Regions from separate parts of the Zea mays genome. Here region 1 is linked to region 2. Evidence: chromatin contacts called from public Hi-C data. All regions are on one chromosome and are shown on one strand. Each heading gives the region's core, a stretch centred on a gene start, on an enhancer-like site or on the middle of the called end of the contact. The rest is flanking DNA. Distances are from core to core; before and after follow the strand shown.

Region 1 (2,700 bases), core at 156-2,655, 220 kb before region 2:
GCGAACACGTGGGAGGCGTACTGCAAAGGCGGAAGCGGGTGTCAGTTGCTGCTGCATGCAGCCGTACGGTGGAGTCATCTTCTACCGGGAACGGGTTGCTGTTACCTCTGCGAAGATCACCAGGAGGACAAGGGCGGGGAGACCCACTTCGATGCACTTGGTGACCTGAGGTTGCAAGAAACTAGAGTGATTAGCAAGCAAGCTGCGGCGTCCAAAGAAGGCGAGTCTGCTCTGCCGTGGCGCTGTGCCGCGAGCTCACCCCGGGGAACGCGAAGAAGAAGAGTCCCAGGCCCGTGAGCGTGACGAAGGGGACCGCCGCGAGGGGGCTCAGGAACCTGAAATGCACGGGTCGCCACGGCGCAGCGACAGCGACAGCGTTAGTACAGGAGCAGGAACAGAGACGACGTTTGGTTTGATTGACAGCGTGACTACAGAAGCAAAATGACCACCAACCTAATAAAGACTCTCCATATGCCGAAGAAGCCGACGACGGCCTGGAAGACGCCGGCGATGATGAGCGCGCCCTGGAGCGACCTCATCGTGAACACGAATCTCTGGACAGACGACACCAGCCAACGGTGGATCAGCTGCGGCGACCGAAGAGAGAAGAAGAGAGGAAGCACCGAAGCGATCCTCGGAGACGTGAGCGTGCAGTTGCGCTACGCACCTCGAGAGGGTCGATGAGGAGCGCGTATCGCGGGCTCAGGATGATGGCCACGGCCGGGTAGATGTAGGTGTAGGAGCCGCTCATCACGGCGGGGAGCCGCGTGCCGAAGTGGACCTGCAGCAGCGTGTTGATCCCGGAGAGGAACAGGATGGTCTGGATCACGATCGCCTTCTCGGCCTGCATGTGTCCGTGCGCTCATCTATCAGTGCCCGTCCGTCCAGGTCCAGGCAAACGACGAAATAAAGGGGAATGAAAGAAGAAGGAAGGTCAGTCTCACATGGCCGCCGCCCATGAGCGGGACGATGATGGTGGCGATGAGGACGGTGGTGCCGAGCATGACCAGGTAGTGCTGGAAGCCAACGAGCACCGTCGTGACTGCAGCAGAGCACGGAACGACAAGCGGTTCAGCGCCCACGGAGACCATCGACCGGCGTCAGTCATCAGTCAGTGCGTGTAGGCGGGTGGCAATCTAAGCAAACCGAACAGAACCAAATGGTGGCAGGCAGAGCTGTAATAACGTACTCCATGGCGGGGGGCTGGTGATGCAGTAGTCGAGGCCGGCGAACTGCTCCTTGACGGCGTGCACAACCAGGTCCTCGGCCTTCACGGGAGGCATGGCGCCGGCCGGCCGGCCGGGCTAGCTAGCTAGCTCCTCGGCGCACCAGCGCTGTAGGTTTTGTGGAGGAAGACGAAGGAAGAGGGTGATCCGTGGCAGTGCGACGGACGACGGAGGAAGTCGATGGGAGAGGGGGAGGTTTGCGAAGAAGCGGTCGGGGGAAGAATCGCCGGAGTGGCTGCCCTTTATGTAAGCCCGGGCCTCTGCTGGCGCTGTCGCCTGTCGCGTGCGTGCGTGCGTGCGTTTCGGGTGCAGCTGTGCTGTGTGCAGTGCAGCATCAGTAGTATCCTTTCAGGTTTCACCGCACCACGTCCTAATCATCAGGGACCAGTTTGTTTTTTCAGATCACCTGTTCTTCTTTCATCTTTTATCATCTTGTGTACTCCTTTTTTATTTGTCAGGTTTTAGTTCAAAAATAAATTAGCCGATGACAAATATTCAAGAACGGAAGTAGTAATTAACTAAAAAAATAAAATACTTAGCGGACTTAAACTGGCATTTGGCGTACATAGTCCAATCTGCCCGCCTGGCCCACACCTGTTGTCTAACGGGCAATGGATCACCTCTCCGACTCGGAGCATCTCTTAGTGCAAACGAGTCTCATGTTCCGTTAGATTATGATCCAATCATATATTATATTTTAACAATTAAACCCTTTGCTCGTGTAGTTTTATAAACCCCTCAACAAACCATGATTGTAACTATGGTTGGATCATGATCTAACGGATCGGGAGGTTAAGCAATCAACAATGTAATCCCTACAAATTTTATTTATTGTTTGATGTTGTTGTGTTATATAAGAGTTGTAAAAGAGAAATACTAAATGACACATTTTTCTGGGGCAATGCAACACTCGATTTTATGGGTGTCTCGATTCAAGCCCTTGCCATGTGATTAGCTTGGTTAGGGTTTGAGGTCAAGTGACCTTCCTTCTCCAATTCTGAAGGGTCTAGAAGAAAAATCTAGGAAAGAAGTTCATACCGACGATGGTGCAGCATGGTGTGGGCGCAATAGGGGTGAGGAGGCGGCGATGTCCTTGATGGGGGCAATGGAGGAAGACAGTTGGACAGGGAAATGGGGAGTCACAGTGATGCCCTAGCGAAGTTGAGTTAGCACGGTGGTGGTGGGGAACCATAGGAGACGAGGCAGGTGGGCAAGACGGAGGTGTTTCATGGAAATGCCATGAGTGACGAGAGGTAGAAAAGATGAGAGGCAACAAGAACCCTAAGGTATAAGAAAATGATAACGACTATTCAATCTCCATCCTATGAAAAATTTAAATGTTGAACCGTTCAAAACACCCAGTTGTGAGGTAGATAGATCCTCGTAAAAAAACAGTGTCACTAGATCCATAAACAGTGTAGCCAAAACACTAAGCGATTTCAACTTGGGACAAAGGCCTAGAGCTAGAAAGAAA
Region 2 (2,700 bases), core at 48-2,547:
TATATATATATATATATATATATATATATATATATATATATATATATATATATATATATATATATATATATATATATATATATATATATATATATATATATATATATATATATATATATATATATATATATATATCCCAAGCTCGAGTTAAAGTTATCCCAAGCTCGAGTTAAAGTTAGATACTAAATTTTACATTGTCTTCAATTATTTACGTGATCTAATGAATTATTTTTATTTCTGATGTGGACTGAAGTTTTAGATAACATTTTCCTCCATGTTAAAGCTTGGAATGACTAAAGTTTATTGGCTAATTAGACTTTAGACCCATTACCACTAGGGCCTTGGAACTGTTTACTTGGATTATAATTTACTCAAATTATATAATCTAACTTTTATTTTAAACTTATATTGTAGTCCCACGGAAGCAGAGGTATATCGGTCTCTGGTGTTATTTGGTTGTACTCCCTCCGTTTGTTTTTATATGTCGTTTATTGGTATAATTTGAACTGTGCGAAGTCAAATAATTAAAAAAACGGAGGTAGTATTCCTATATAATAAAGCCGAAGGCGGACACAATACTCGCATCACGTGTGTCCATGTCATCATTTTTAATATCAATCATACGATTCAGATCCAATGGACACGAGCTCTCTCACCTACGTTTGTACGTATGTAACATCTAACAGGGATGGGAAGGAAATTGTTGATTACATATTTTGTTTGGTTCATCTTGGTGGCAACAACTAATATACAATCAGGTCTTATGTACAAGTATGCAAGCGAGGTTTCTGATCTGTTAGATCATGATCCAACTATAACATAATCATGGTTTGTTATTGAGTTTTCTATAAATCTACACGAGGTGACGGTGGAAGGGTTTAAGTGTTAAATGTGATACATGGTTGGATCATAATCTAATAATCAGGAACCTCACTTACACACTTGCACATAATGCCTGATTGCATATGCAACGACTAATATGGAAGCATGTACTAGGTGCAAGCATGCAATCAGACATTTTGATTTGAGATCCAGCGGTATATCAAATTTAGCATTTAAACCCTTCCACCACTTAACTTTATAAAAAGAAACTTTAACAAAACACAATTGTATTTACCGTTGGATACAGATCTAATGGACTAAAAAGTTAATTTGTACGTTTGCATCTAATAACTGTTTACATATTAGTATTAGTTGTTGTCCATTGTATATTAGTTGTTGCCCAACTTGATAACAGCACGGCGGGGTCCCGTTGATAGTGAAGCAAACAAAATGATCATGACCTGACTCTGAAACCTCGTGGAGGTGGAATTGGAACCCAGGCCCGCACAGCAAGCCCATTTGCCGGCACCTACCCAGGCTCCCCGCCTACCCATACTTATACACGTTATGACGCCCCACCGAAGCGGAGAAAAAAAAACGTGCTGTCTTCCCGTCTCTTCCCAATGCGGCGTCTCGCTCTCCTCTTCCTCCTGCCTCTCCTCCTCGCCACCGGCGTCACCACGGCGTCAGCGGAGCCCGCGACCCCTCCCGCCTCTCCTCCTCCTCCTCCTCCTCCTCCTCCTCCTCCTCCTCCTCCACCGCCTCCGCCGACCCTCGCCGAGCTCCTCCCGAAGTACGGCCTGCCCCCGGGCATCTTCCCCTCGACCGTCACCGCCTTCTCGCTCGCCAGCAACGGCAGCCTCACCGTCGACCTCGCGGGGCCCTGCTACGTACACTTCGAGTATCTCACCTACTTCGAGCCCCACATCACGGGGGTGCTCCGCTACGGCTCCCTCTCCGACCTCCAGGGCATCCAGGTCCGCCGCTTCCTCATCTGGTTCAACGTCATCCGCATCAAGGTCGACCTACCCCCGCCTCCGCGCTACGTCTACCTCGACATCGGGTGGATCACGCGCAAGCTCCCTGCTGCGGACTTCCAGTCGCTCCACGCCTGCGAGGACTCCAGGAGGTGCCGCCTCACCTCCGCGCTTGCCGTCGCCGCCAAATGGTTCCAGGTACCTACCCCAAGTTCTTCAGCAACCTGACTGTGTTGAACCAGTTCCTTGTCTGTGCTTATCGGATATTATCAGTAAACCTAGTCCAGGATGGCAAATTGTGTAGACAAGTATCCAGTGAGTTTGATTTCTGTCTGCGTTTTTTTTTTTTTTGGGTGGGGTGGGGGTCAAACCCGTGGATTCCAGTGAAGTTATCGTAGGAGTTTCGTACGGGGCTTGTGCTCTTTCTAGAGGCTTTCTCGTTGTTTGATGTTGATGGTGATTGGTTTTGACATTTCTGTAGACTGGATGTAGCGTGGTTGCTAAGGGAGAACATGCTGAGAATTTCTTATTGTGAATAAAATTGACATGGCAATTAAAGGGACGCCACGCGACTGTAAAATATTCATATGCATGACTTCATCGCGAGGAAGGTTCATTAGAGGGTCCTAAATATAGTTTACCTTTCAATTTTATTACATGTTAACTTTGCGCTGGGAGAGTAAGGTATTGAGGATCAGTGTAGTTACTGATTACGGTGCTGGTGAAAGAGGTCTAATGATTTGAGATTATTGTTTGTGGTATTGCGCTATTTACTGAACAAGAGGCTGGGCTGGTAGCATCACACTATTACTGAAAGAAGACACTCTACCTATACTCAAGTGATTTCTTTGTTGGTAGTACTTAAGCATTTCTATGCTTATGGTTGCTGAAATTTACTTTG

What was found. A called contact is a pair of places that touch in the nucleus more often than the background predicts.
Region 1: a contact with region 2 is called in a Hi-C map of leaf, with 7 times the contacts expected there. The contact joins the promoter of LOC542332 here to the promoter of LOC100193820 in region 2. A contact is called at or near these places in 2 of 25 Hi-C or Micro-C datasets (leaf and tassel).

Annotation. Positions count from the first base shown.
Region 1 is chr1:269,696,038-269,698,737 of Zm-B73-REFERENCE-NAM-5.0, reverse strand. It overlaps LOC542332 (permease 1), which reads right to left and starts at 1,405. Exons shown (of 14, transcript NM_001111914.2): 1 at 1,190-1,405; 2 at 945-1,042; 3 at 668-844; 4 at 454-554; 5 at 260-335; 6 at 106-165; 7 at 1-20. The coding sequence starts at 1,283.
Region 2 is chr1:269,478,528-269,481,227 of Zm-B73-REFERENCE-NAM-5.0, reverse strand. It overlaps LOC100193820 (disheveled-associated activator of morphogenesis 2), which reads left to right and starts at 1,297. Exons shown (of 3, transcript XM_008667002.2): 1 at 1,297-1,997. The coding sequence starts at 1,446.